2 separate regions of the Mus musculus genome follow, and region 1 is linked to region 2. Evidence: chromatin contacts called from public ChIA-PET data. All regions are on one chromosome and are shown on one strand. The core of a region is the stretch at or near the end of the contact, and the rest is flanking DNA. Distances in the headings are between cores, read along the strand shown.

Region 1 (6,478 bases), core at 1,144-3,643, 300 kb before region 2:
GGGTTCCATCTCTAACATGCAGTGTCCTATGTCCTGTTTCCAGAGAAAGCAGAGCTTGAGTTAGTAACAACAGTGGGTTTTCACACCATCTCTGGCCCTTGTGGTTATCAGTGTCACTCTTCATACTCTGTGAATAAGGTCACTTTCAGTTTGGAAGAGGAGGTGGCCTTGGGCTTCCTGCTAGAGGCCTATGGCACTTCCCAGTTATCCAAAATGCCTTACCTTAGAGGTGGCACCAGCTGTCCACCCCAGGTCCAGATAGTTCTCAATTTGGTGGCAGACAGAACTCACCGCACCAGCTGCTCAGAGTCAATGCCAGGATCTCTTTGAATTGGGGGATCATCTGGATATCCTTGGCTTCTTGTTTCCAACAACGTGAATGAATATTCAACTCTTCTCAGGTCTCTAGCTAGGGAGGGGGTCCTAGCTCCTTTGTCACTGGGTGGACCCCCAGTTAGAGTTAGGGAAAAAAGAGCTTCCTAATTTTCAGTGGGTCAACCTGTAGGCATGACCTAGACAGCATAGACACAGTCTTGCGGTGGGGATGGCTTAGGCCCAATAGTTACTCCAGTGAACTGAATTACCATGTGTGGCTGCGATACCTGCAGAACTTCTCAGAGAGACCGCATTGTGCTAACAAACATTGTGAATGTGCTCGGGAAGGCAGCACCATTGACAGACCCGTTTGCCTTCTACCCCTTCTTTGGGAAGTAACACAGTACTGGCTCCCTAGACAACCCACTGCTTTAGAGGAAAGAGTGTGCTTCTAATATTAGAACAGCTGTTTGGAAGAGCGGGATCTGGGTTCCCAAAGAGGTGGGCAGCACCTTAATGATCGCCGTTGGCCACGTGGGATCCCCAATGCAAACATATTTATAGGTGGAGTGCGGCGGAAGCTAGTGAGTGACATCTGAGAGGCCAGGGAAGTTAGTACAGTTGGCCCAATCTGAATGAACACCAAGGATTTAGGCGGAGAGAAGACTTGCGTCGTTAAGTAAGGTATAGCCAGCAGGCCTTTGCTATCCACCACTTCTGTAGCTGACTCCACCCAAAGACTTCGTAGACGTAGGGCTGCGCAGGGAGAGAGCCAAACTACAACTAAAGACGTCATCCATCATCCATCCTAGCACTAGCTAAAGCCTGTCCCCAGCTCCTCTTGCAGCTGCCTGACTGCATTCTACACCTCCCTAGGCTGGAAGAGGGGGCAGGGAAGGGATGCTCTTCCGACTGCAGGGCAGGAGGGAGGGGGCAATGGCGCAGTCCAAAGACTGGTTCCAATTTGGGAGCCTCCCCCGGATCTACGCGGCGGCGCCTGTCCACGTCTAGCTCTCGACAGGGAATGAGGAAAGGGACTTCCAGGCTTCGCCTGAAGCGGCCCAACTGGGTGTGTGCGTCGGCGCCTCGGATGGCTGCGTGGGTCCCTGGAAGCTGATATCTGGGCTGAGCTGCGGTACAGCAGTCAGACTAGAACTGAACGTCGGGGATCCAGGGCGCGGGCAGTGGAAACGCAGGCAGGGAGAGGGTGCAGGGGCACACCGGCACTAGGCGGCGGCAGGAAGGGTTCGGGAGGGATTCCCTAAACCGATCTGGGCCGCGGTGGAGCGGGTGGCCTCACACCACCTCCTCCTTGCCCTGGTAGCGACGGCAGCAGCCGTAGAGTGCCGAGAGTAGGTAGAGGCCGAGGCAGAGGCCGCCGCAGACAGAGGCCGCCAGGAAGGCATGGTAGGCGCAGGGCAGCCGGTAGTTCTTGAGGTTGCAGTAGCTGTGGCGCTGCGTCTGGTCGATCATGATGCCCGTCGCCGCCCCGTAGAGAGCAGCCGCCAGCAGGTCGTGCGCCACGTTGACCACGAGCCAGCGCGAGCCCAGCACGGGCACCAGCTCCTGCTTGCCCAACAGCGTGATGAAGTAGAGCCCCAGGGTGAGCAGCCAGAAGAGCACGGACACGAAGAGCGCGAAGTGCACCGGGCCCTGGTACTTGCTGGTGGCAATGGTGATCCAGAAGGCGGCTCCGGCCAGCAGCTGCAGCAGCCGCAGCACGCCCAGCGGGCCGCGCAGGAAAGCCCGCTGCAGGCGCAGGGAGCCGCGGGCCGTGCGCGCCTGGGGCGGCGGCTGGCGCGGGGGCGGCGGGAGCATGGCCCCCGGACGCGGCGGCGGCGGCGGCGGCGCCCCGAGCAGCGGAATGGCGGCGCCTTGCTCGCGGGGGCGGCCCGAGCCCGGGCCCGCTGCTCCCGCTGCTCCCGCTGCTCCCGCTGCTCCCGCTGCTCCCGCTGCTCCCGCTGCTCCCGCTGCTCCGAGGCCTGCCCTCCTCCCTCTACTTCAAGTCCTCAGCGCTGCTTCTCATCGGCACCCTTCCTCCCTTCTCTCCTTTTTCTCCCTCTCTCCAGCCCTCCTACTCGCTCTTTGGCCGTCCCCTTCGTTGGTCTCCACCCCTCCTCGCGCCTCCCAGCTTCCTGCCGTCGCGCCCTCCACCCTGGCTACCCCCCCTTTCTCCTCCGCTCCCATTCCTTCCTTCTGCAGCCAGGGCTGAATGCCCGCACCCCCCTGGCCCATGACAGGCCTTTTGCCCAGGCTGCTGGGCCAAGTTTGCCACATCTGGAGCCACCCCAGCCCTTCCTGCCTCGCAGGCCTGGCCGATCTTAGGTCTTCGAGAAGAAAGCTACAACAGCCTCTGCCCAGCCTGTGGCTGGACCCTCTTGATTCTCTCCAGTCACAGGAGACTGGAGACATAATTCTCTCCCATCGAGGCGTCCCATCAAGCCTGAGTAAGCAGGAGGTCTGAACTGACAGTTGTTCTCACTGGGACATCCTCAGTACCCTTCACTTGCCCACCACAAACTCGCCTGTCCAAAGCTGGTCTCAGACTGTCTTGCCATGAAGGTCTCTTGGTCAGTGTAAGAAAACTATCACTCACTGGAGGCCCAGCTGCCTTACCCACAGCGCACAGAGCATAGCAACGCCAAACACTTCGACCATTCCTTCCTGGCCATCTTTGCGTCTTGCTTAGATTAAAAACATGTCACCTAACATGGTCAGGACAGGCCTAGGTCTCAGAGATGGCATGTCCCGTATGCTTAACTATTGACCTAGATGGCAAGGATCCCAACGATGCCAAGGTTCATTGACATTACAGGGCCCTCTCTATGTAAGCTTCCCGCGACCCAAGACAGGAGAGCAATAGTTGTTTTCATTTTTCCTGAAGACTGAAGGGTTTCAGACCAGGAAGCCAGAGATGGCTTCTCTGCTCTCCACCCCACCAAAGAGCCAACCTTTGTGCTTCAGCAATGTTACACAACTGACCTGGCTGTTCCCAACCCAGTATGGAGCTGTGTCCTGTCAATGTGGCACATTACATAATCTGTCCCCAACCAACTTCCAGTTTCTTGGGTTTTTTCCACTTCCTTCCCCAACTCATGTCCAAACTCTGTCACTTATGAACTGCAAGTTTCCCACATGAACTCAGAATGCTCTTTATTTTCCAGACACTCCCTCACCAGCAGACATACCCAGTTTAAGCACTTACTGGTTTAAGGTTGAGCTCCCCACATTGACAATTATTTGTTTGTCTGGGCCTCCATTTGAATCATCCCTAGTTCTGAGTCTACTACATCAAAAACTGGTCTATTCTGGCTTATCCATCTTTGCCTGAGCCTGGCATGTAGGAGCCCCTCAGTACATACAAATGGAGTTGCTTGCCAATTGGCTGCAGGAATAGTACTGGACCTAAGTGTGGTGATTTGAATAGATACATCCCACATAAACTCACTGCTTAGCCCATAAGGATTGGCACCGTTAAGAGGTGTAGCCTTGTTGGAATCAGTGTGGCCTTGCTAGAGGACCTGTTTCACTGTGGCTGTGGGCTTTAAGGTCTCATGTGCTCAAGCTGGAACACTGTGGAACACAGTCTCTTTCTGCTGCCTGCGGATCAAGATGTAGAATTCTCAGCTCCTTCTCCAGCACCATGTATGCCTGCATGCCACCATGCTTCTTGCCATGACACTGTAACAAGAGTTTTAGTGGTAAGGGTATCTCTTCACAGCCATAAAACCCTAACTAAGACACTAAGCAAGCCACATTTGCCTACAGGACAATGCCTGCATCAAACCACAGCTGATCATACACTTCAGAGTCCCATCCCCTTGGCCTGGAACAGTAGGTGCCCTTCCCTGCAGCCTGGTTCCCCTTTGAAGAAAAAAACTTTGGCCTGTCACTGCCACCCCAGTACATACTACTCAAGAAAGCTCCAGATGCATATTATAAATGCTTAAATTGTGGTGTGTAGCATACCCACACAAGACAGCATAGCCTTTCTTACTTGAGTTCTGTCCCTTAGCAACCAGCAAGTGCCAACACTTGAGAACAAGAGTGAGTTCTTCACTCCATTGCTCACTCCATCGTCGGGCACGGAGGAGGGGTTTCCCAGCCCTCTGTGCCTGATTACTTCATCTGTAAAATAATTTCATGCAGCAAGCAGACAATGAGAGCTTATTAAACACTGAGCACCATTTTAGAGGCCAGGGATGTAAGATATGTGTGGTTTGGGGAAGGGGATGTTTATTGTGCTAGACCCCGTGGAAGAAGTTGTATTTACTGCTCCTGGTGATGGTGTTCTGAGCTCTGACCCACCAATAGGGACCAAGAGTGGGTTCAGAGCGTTGAAGCAGTTGACCTTGTTTCAGGAGCTGCTAGGGCACAGATGAAGATGACTTCTCATCCACAATCCTAGCACTTTTATATATTTCTCATGTTCTGTTTACAGCTACACTGGCAGGGACCCAGAAAAGTGACGCAGAGTCTGTGTCCCACTGGAAAATCCAGACCTGTATGTTCTGATCCTAACTTAGCAGCCCCTGGAACGATGTGCTTAGTGCCCTTGCCTATGGCTGAGACTCTAAAGTGCATCTAGCAGTTGAATCTGGATGCTGGACCGCTGAAGGGAGCAGGGAGCCTATTAACATTAGGAGGAAGGAAAGAATTCTTCCATCTTAAAAAAAAAAAAAAAAAAAAAAAAAGGCAGCAGGAGATGTGTGGGTTAGGGCGCCACCTGGTGGACATGAACTTTCAGCTTCAAGCGTCTCCACTGGGCTCCTTACATGGAAGAGTTCTTTCAAAAGCTTTGGGACGATATTTTTAGCTTCTGGAATCTTGAAAACATTCTAAAAGGAGGCGGAACAGACTCTCTGGAAAAGTGTAAGTATACAGTTTTAGAGAAAAGCTTTGATTCTGTCCTACTCAATAAATCTAAGCACCTTCCAGATACAAACACAGAATGTCAGAAGGAAGAGGACTTTTTTTTTTTTTTTTTTTTTTTTTTTGAGATAGGGTTTCTCTGTGTAGCCCTGGAACTCACTCTGTAGAACAGGCTGGCCTCGAACTCAGAAATCCGCCTGACTCTGCCTCCCAAGTGCTGGGATTCAAGGTGTGCGTCACCACTGCCCGGCGGAAGAGAGTTTATTCCTGTTCTCAAGTGTTGGCACTCACTGGTTGCTAAGGGACAAAAGAGGTCAAGGAAAGGAAGGTTATAAGCAAACCACAAAAGAGGAGGGAGTTTTGACAGGACGACTGGGGAATTTTCAGTCACAAGTGTCATAGAGGGTGGGTAGTACTCAGACAAGAGGAAACTGAAGACAAACTTTGGGTGGGGCTATCCCCAGGGGGCTCTGAGCTTGCTGGAGTCTCCCCTGGGTATACCCAGAATATAAGACCATGGCACATATATGACCCCTCTTTGTGTGTACGCAGCCTGCAACCTGGGGATAAGGCAATTCGTTTCTCCATAGAGGAGGAGAGTTTTGCAGTTAAGTGACTTGATTGTTGTTGTTGTTGCTGCTGTTGTTGTTTTGTTGTTGTTGTTGTTTTTTCAAGACAGGTAGCCCTGGCTGTCCTGGAACTCACTTTGTAGACCAGGCTGCCCTTGAACTCAGAAATCCACCTGCCTCTGCCTCCCGAGTGCTGGGATTAAAGGCGTGCGCCACCACGCCCGGCTTAAGTGATTTGTTAATCCAGTCCCTCACAGGGTCCCCAGGCCACAAGCAGCCTGAACTCTGGATAGGAGCAGGAGCTAGGGACAAAAGTCTGGGCCTGGGGGCTGGTGAGATGGCTCAGTGGGTAAGAGCACCTGATTGCTTTTCCGAAGGTCCGAAGTTCAAATCCCAGCAACCACATGGTGGCTCACAACCACCGGTAATAAGATCTGACTCCCTACTGATCCATTTCTCTAGCCCTGTGTCAATTATATATTTTTTATTTTATTTATTTATTATATGTAAGTACACTGTAGCTGTCTTCAGACACTCCAGAAGAGGGAGTCAGAACACCCCTGGGGTCTCTTCTTGATGGCAAGACATCAGGGGCAACAGTGAGCACCTGGGGACCTTGTGGTCTGGTTAGCTAACATCCCATGGAGTGGGCAGGCGGTGGGATAAGACTGCTATTCAAATTCCTTTTCCAGCTGTCCAGGCCCAGACTTTTTTTTTTGAGT
Region 2 (6,520 bases), core at 3,795-6,294:
GAGAAACTGCTACTTCCACAGTGTTTCTGAAACTAGAAGCATCATGTCACGTGCCCTCTGAGGATGCGCAAAGGTTCCAGTTCTCTCTGCCTTCTTGAAAGCAGTTGTTATTTTCTTCATTGTCTATCTTATGTGTAGGAATGTTTTGCCTGCCTGTGTGTGTGTGCACATGTGTGCCCGATGCCTTTGGAGGCCAGAAGAGGGCATCAGATTCCCTGGGACTAGAGTGACAGACAGTTGTGAGCTGCACTGTGGGTGCTGGGGATTGAACCAGGGTCCTCTGGAAGAGCAGCCAGGGCTCTCACACTCATCCATCTTTGCAGCCCCATTCATCTGTGTGAGCGCACCACAGCGCATGTGTAGATGTCAGAGTCCTTTCTCTCCTTCTGTCATTGGGTCCTGGGGATTGACTGCAGGTTGTCAGGCATATCTGCAAACACTCTGACCCACTGAGCAGTTGAGCTGGCCTTTAGATGGCCGTTTCTATGTGTTGCTTTCAGTGTGCCCTCAAAACTGAAGAAGAGCAGCCTTGCATGGGTTGGAAAATGGTGATAAGATTATTTCCTGTCAGCAAACAGACTGTGGCTCCGATTATGAATAAAGATGGGAACCAAATGCTAGATATAGCATACGTTTGGTTTGTTTTTTTTCTTTCTTTCTTTTTTTTTTTGGGGGGGGGGGGTTGAGACAGGGTTTCTCTGTATAGCCCTGACTGTCCTGGAACTCACTTTGTAGACCAGGCTGGCCTCGAACTTAGAAATCCACCTGCCAGCCGGGGCAGTGGTGGTGCACACTTTAATCCCAGCACTTGGGAGGCAGAGGTAGGCAGATTTCTGAGTTAGAGGCCAGCCTGGTCTACAGAGTGAGTTCCAGGACAGCCAGGGCTATACAGAGAAACCCTGTCTTGAAAAACCAAAAACCAAAACCAAAACAAAAAACAAAAAAGAAAGAAATCCACCTGCCTCTGCCTCCCAAGTGCTGGGATTAAAGGCATGCGCCACCACTGCTAGGGTTTCTCTGTGGTAGGCACATGCAATGTGACCTTTGTCTTTTCACTGACACTCAGGCTACAGCATGTGTCAGTACATCACTCTTTACAATTTGTCTCTATGTCTTTTACGTATGCACACGTATGTATGTATGTACAGGTATAATATACCCATGCATGCATGCGTGTGTGGAAGCCAGAGGACACACTGGGTATCTTCCCCAATCATTTTCACCTTACTTTTTTTTAAAAGACAGGATCTCTCAGTGAACCCAGAGCACAATGACTGGCAGGAGTGACTGGTCAGAGAACCCAGAGCACAGTGATTGACAGGAGTGACTGGTCAGAGAACTCTTGGGGTCCTTCTCTCTCTGCCTTCCCACACTGGGTGAACATGACTTTGCTTAACTTTTTAAGTGGGTGGAGGGGATTCGAGAACTCGGGTTCTTAATGCTTGCATGGGGAAGCACTTTACCCATGAGCTGTCCCCAGGCCCCTTTAGTTCCTTTTAACGTCATCAGTAGCATGGGTTTTGTTGTTGTTGTTGTTGTTGTTGTTGTTGTTGTTGTTGTTGTTGTTTTGGGTTTGTTTGTTTGTTTGTTTTTAAAGGGCTCTGGATTGAATCTCTTACCAGGAGTGGAACCGTTCCTGCTTCCTTTGTTATCCGCTCATCAACCAATGGCAGCACTCCCTTTTCGCATGTCAACATCCTAAAAGTATTGCTGCTCCCTAGGGTGTAACTCCACTCTAGTACTAACCCTCAGCCTTCCAGAATACAGCATCCCCTATCTTACAGATTAGCAATGGGAGCACACACACACACACATGAAGTGACCTCACCCAATGGGTTCCCCATTACCCTAGCTGGTGTCTCTGGAGGCAGGTATGTTAAAATGAGGCCCGGGTGGTGTCTCTGTGGCCTGAAGGAATGCTGAAGCCCCGGAGTCCTAGGTTACTGCAGGACTCTGAATGCTTGCAATGTCTCCTTTCCAGGCCGGTAGCCAGGGTGCCAGCCACGGTCCGCTTGCATTACTTCCTCTTTGGATACCTTCTCGTTACTGTTAATTGCATCTGGGCCTCTCTCACATTTTGTGTTTTGCTTCCTAACCCAGGATACTCCTCTCCACCTCCCACTGGCCCAGCACAGGCATCTCTTTCCAGGCTCTCCAGAGAAGTGGCCGAGAAAATGGAGCAGGGCTCCTACTGAAAGGCATTCAGCTCTGTAATGAACGTCTAACACATCTGCACCTCGGCATATTTACATAGCAATCTCCACACAAAAGCAACGTTACAAAGGGAAGGCTTTTTTCTCCCCTCTCTTTCTTCTTTTTTTAAACGCCTTCTCACGGCTCCATTCCCTACAGTAGTAAGAACACTGTTGGAATTACTCTGACAGGAAGACAAAACAACTTCCAGGGATGCTGGGTTAGAAACAATAGCTTTGCCAGACCCATTAATGTTTAAAGCCAATGGAGCATAAAACTGCTTTTCTCTACTTACAGCCAGGCATCATCTTACAGAGCAGAGAAGGGGGGTGTGGAATTGCCATCTTAACTCTGCTGAAATCCATAAGCCCTCTCGTAATTTTCATTCTCCTTGAAATTCTCCAGTAAGTACCATCAGAATGAAAATGAGACTTTATCTCTGGGGAGAACAGCTTCCGGTTTTCAACAGTAAAAGAGTGTGAAGAGATGGGAGATGGAGATGGAGATGGAGGAGGGAGCTGCCTGATGGGAAGGTGCTCTCAGCCAAACCTGCCGAACTGCTGTAGTTATGACACACCTTGAAATTTGGGAGAGTGCTTTCAGGAAGTCCCTAACCCATTCCAGGGCAGAGTCGACAGATAGCACAAAGTCTAGGATTCTAAGGGCCATTCCGGCCCTAGTGGGATTGCCTTCAGGGTCTGCATTACTTAGTGGGCTCAGGGGATAACATTTATTATTAAGATATTAGCTCTTTCCCCAGGGAAATTGCTGGAAGAGAGCCCAGAGTCAGTAAAGCACTGGGCCTAATCCCACAGTACATTTGTGTAATGCCTGACAAAGCCTGCTCCCATCACCTCGTTTGATCCTGAAAACAATCTCCAAAGGAGGCAGGGCAGGGATTTTTTTTTTTTTTTTCCATTTTACAAGTGAAAACACCTGTAAACTGATTGGCCAGGAGTCCCACACCCAGTTTGTAGTAGGGATGAGACTTGAATCTAGGTCTTTGTACAACCTGTTTAGAGCTCTTTTGGTTCCCATAAGACAGATCAGAATATTTCCAGCCCCACCCATCCTTCATACCCACCAGTTCCCAGCATCTGGAAACTCAGGACACAGCCTCTGTGTAACGACCACACTCCTCTGTTTCAACCAGGAAATATTGCCCTGGTTGGCAAGCCGAGGGGGAAGGGAGGGGAGAAAATTAATTTCATCTCATCTCCCTGAATCAAAGACCAATCGAAAAAAAACAAAAAGAAAAAAAATTACGGATGGATTTGAGAAAGAAACAAAACCCTCCAAATAACAGCAACAAGGTAGGGAGACTAGATCTACCATTGTTAGAATGGCGTGGTGGCACACGCCTTTGATACCAACACTTGGGAGGTAGAGGCAGGTGGATTTCTGAGTTCGAGGCCAGCCTGGTCCACAGAGTAAGTTTCAAGACAGCCCGGGCTATCAGGGCTATACCGAGAAACCCTGTCTCGAAAAAAGAAAAAAAAAAAAAAAAAAAAAAGAAGTCTCAAAGGAAGCTAGCCAGGATGCTCCCAGCACTTGGGAGGCAGAGGCAGGCAGATCTTTGAGTTTGAGGCCAGCCTGGTCTACAGGGTGAGTTCCAGGACAGCAGGGCTACTCAGAGAAACCCAGTCTAAAAAAAAAAAAAAAAACCAACCAGGCAGTGGTGACGCATGCTTTTAATCCCAGCACTTGGGAGGCAGAAGCAGGTGGATTTCTGAGTTCGAGGCCAGCCTGGTCTACGGAGTGAGTTTCGGGACAGTCAGGGATACACAAAGAAACCCTGTCTCGAAAAACCAAAATAAATAGATAAATAACCATAACCAAAACCAAACCAAACCAAAAAAAAAATATATATATATATATAACAGGCAAACTGAAAAATGTCAATTTCACCTGTAACATGACTCATATACACAATAAGGTTTTCAATGACTAAATTCTAGTCGTTTCAATGAATGACGTATATCACATATTAATAAGAGTGTATTCACCCAGTTCTAGGTTTTCCATACATATTACAAAAAATAAAAGGGCCAAACTAAAAAAAACTCTTATCCTTTGACCTAAAACTCCACTCTTAGGAATGTACTCTGAAAAATGAATCATAAATTTGGAAAAGTTTTATGGGAAAGAGCATTAGTCACACACTTACTACAACGGCGAACTCAGAGAAACAGCAACCGTTGAAGGAATTTAAACAATTACAAGTACTTAATGGAAACTTACGTAATCGGTACAGTGTTTTCAAAGCGCGTGCAGTCACCGGAAAAAGCGTTTATAATTTAATGCGACTGCAATGCTTTTGTGTGTGGCTGTATAATGTACAAAGAGGAGGATGAAGGGGGGGGGGGGAAGCCTGTTAATCTCGTTTGAATCCTATGGTTACGAGAACATTTTCGTTTGAACTACAAAAAAAGTCAATTCGATGTAGCTCTGAGAAACCGGAGCAAGTCTGAGAAGCTCTGACCACAGGGTCGGCTTCCCAACCGTCGGGGTCGCCCCTCCCCGGGCCAGCGCAGGCGTTACCCACACGTGGGGCTGGAGCGGGCGCGGCAGAGGAGGGGCTGGGTGTGCTGGGGGTGTGTCCGCGAGTGGGAGCAGCCAATTGGCAGTCGCCGAGGGTGCCTCCTAGGACCGAGAGGTCCTAGGACCTGGGCTCGGCGAAGTCGGTGCCCCGTCCCCGGAATCGCTCGCAACCATATAAACTATCTCTGGGCAGACAGTGTGGGCAGTGGTCTCGCACGGTTTGCGCCGTCCCGCGCCCCTAAGTCTTCTAGCGAACGTCTCCCCCCACGGTCGCGCGCGGTGGTAGGAGCCGCGCGACGTCACCCATTGTTTACAAATCAACCCAAGCCGGCAGCGTTCCGGCTCCCGCGGCTCTAAGGCGCGCGGTACCTCTGCCCGGTGGTCCCGGCTTCCGCATCCCCAGGCTCGGCCCCCTCCTGGCCCGGCTTGGGCCTCCGCCGCGCTCCCGCCCCAGCCGCGGCTCGCCGAGCCCGCGGCCAACCGAGCTGCCAGCGACGCCCGCACAGCCGCGGGGGCCCGGGCGGGGGGCCATGCCTTGCCGGAGAGAGGAGGAGGAGGAAGCCGGCGACGAGGCAGAGGGGGAGGAGGACGACGACAGCTTCCTCCTGCTGCAGCAGTCGGTGACTCTGGGCGGCTCGACCGACGTGGATCGGCTCATCGTCCAGATCGGCGAGACGCTGCAGCTGGACACGGCGCACGATCGCCCGGCCTCGCCGTGTGCCGCCCCGGGTCCCCCACCCGCGCCTCCGCGGGTCCTGGCGGCGCTGTCGGCGGACAAGACCGGGACCCCAGCGAGGCGGCTGCTGCGGCCGACGGGGTCAGCAGAGACCGGGGACCCTGCGCCTCCGGGGGCCGTGCGCTGCGTGCTGGGGGAGCGCGGGCGTGTGCGGGGCCGATCGGCGCCCTACTGCGTTGCGGAGATCGCCCCGGGTGCCAGCGCGCTTCCCGGGCCGGGGCGGCGAGGGTGGCTCCCCGGCTCCGTGGCTTCTCACCGAATCCAGCAGCGGCGGTGGACAGCAGGCGGAGCGCGCGCGGCCGACGACGACCCGCACCGGCTCCTGCAGCAGCTCGTGCTCTCCGGAAACCTCATCAAGGAGGCGGTGCGCAGACTCCAGCGAGCGGTCGCCGCGGTTGCGGCCACGAGCCCCGCGAGCGCTCCGGGGTCCGGGGGTGGCCGAAGCGGACCGGACTCAGTCACTCTGCAGCCCTCGGGCGCCTGGCTCTGACAGGGGATCCCTGGAGGAGGAAGAGGACGCCGCTACGCTGATCCAACAGTGTCTTGCCCGGGACTGTGCGGAGCAGGAGCTGTCGTCCATCCCTCGGGCTACAGCCTCAAAGTTACCGGCCGCGAGAGGCTGTTAGAGAAAACGGACTCTACTGAGTAGCACCAGCAGCCGAGGACCTGGGATCTACCGGTTGAACTGTGGCAGCTACTTAATCCACTTGGACCTGACTTAGCCCTTATCGTGTGCTTGGATTGTTTATAGATGTGGCTCGCAGGGGCGGGAATCGGGAGGGCTTCTAACAATACTTGAAAAACCAATAGTAGATATGATCTCGTTATTTTCGGGTACAGAAGCTTTCTGAATATGGTGCTACAATTGCAGAGCAGAGCGGTTCTAGGGTGAAGAACATAAGTTGGCAGATTTATGTTGGTGGGTTGACAACGCTTGCTTTCCCCTGCTTAATTTGTGATTATGAAGGTTGGGGACCTGGTTGGTGAATTCTTGAAGGTGGGGAGAGATGAGTTTAAATGGGGACATGCAATTGATTCGACCTTGCCAAC

Evidence for each region. ChIA-PET counts read pairs in DNA pulled down with a chosen protein or histone mark.
Region 1: an RNA polymerase II ChIA-PET map of memory CD8 T cells shows a contact between it and region 2, with 74 read pairs. The contact joins the promoter of Marveld1 here to the promoter of Frat2 in region 2. A contact is called at or near these places in 3 of 39 promoter capture datasets (cranial neural crest, liver and stem cell-derived epiblast-like cells), 4 of 484 Hi-C or Micro-C datasets (CD4 T cells, CD8 T cells, LSK cells and 1 more), 4 of 115 datasets of contacts at active chromatin or transcription factors (embryonic stem cells, memory CD8 T cells, pancreatic cancer cells and 1 more) and 1 of 9 other capture datasets (adipose tissue).

The regions. Positions count from the first base shown.
Region 1 is chr19:42,143,304-42,149,781 of GRCm38.p6, reverse strand. It overlaps Marveld1 (MARVEL (membrane-associating) domain containing 1), which reads right to left and starts at 2,393. Exons shown (of 2, transcript NM_183195.2): 1 at 223-2,393. The coding sequence starts at 2,133. The coding sequence ends at 1,612.
Region 2 is chr19:41,846,656-41,853,175 of GRCm38.p6, reverse strand. It overlaps Frat2 (frequently rearranged in advanced T cell lymphomas 2), which reads left to right and starts at 5,044. Exons shown (of 1, transcript NM_177603.3): 1 at 5,044-6,520. The coding sequence starts at 5,265. The coding sequence ends at 5,960.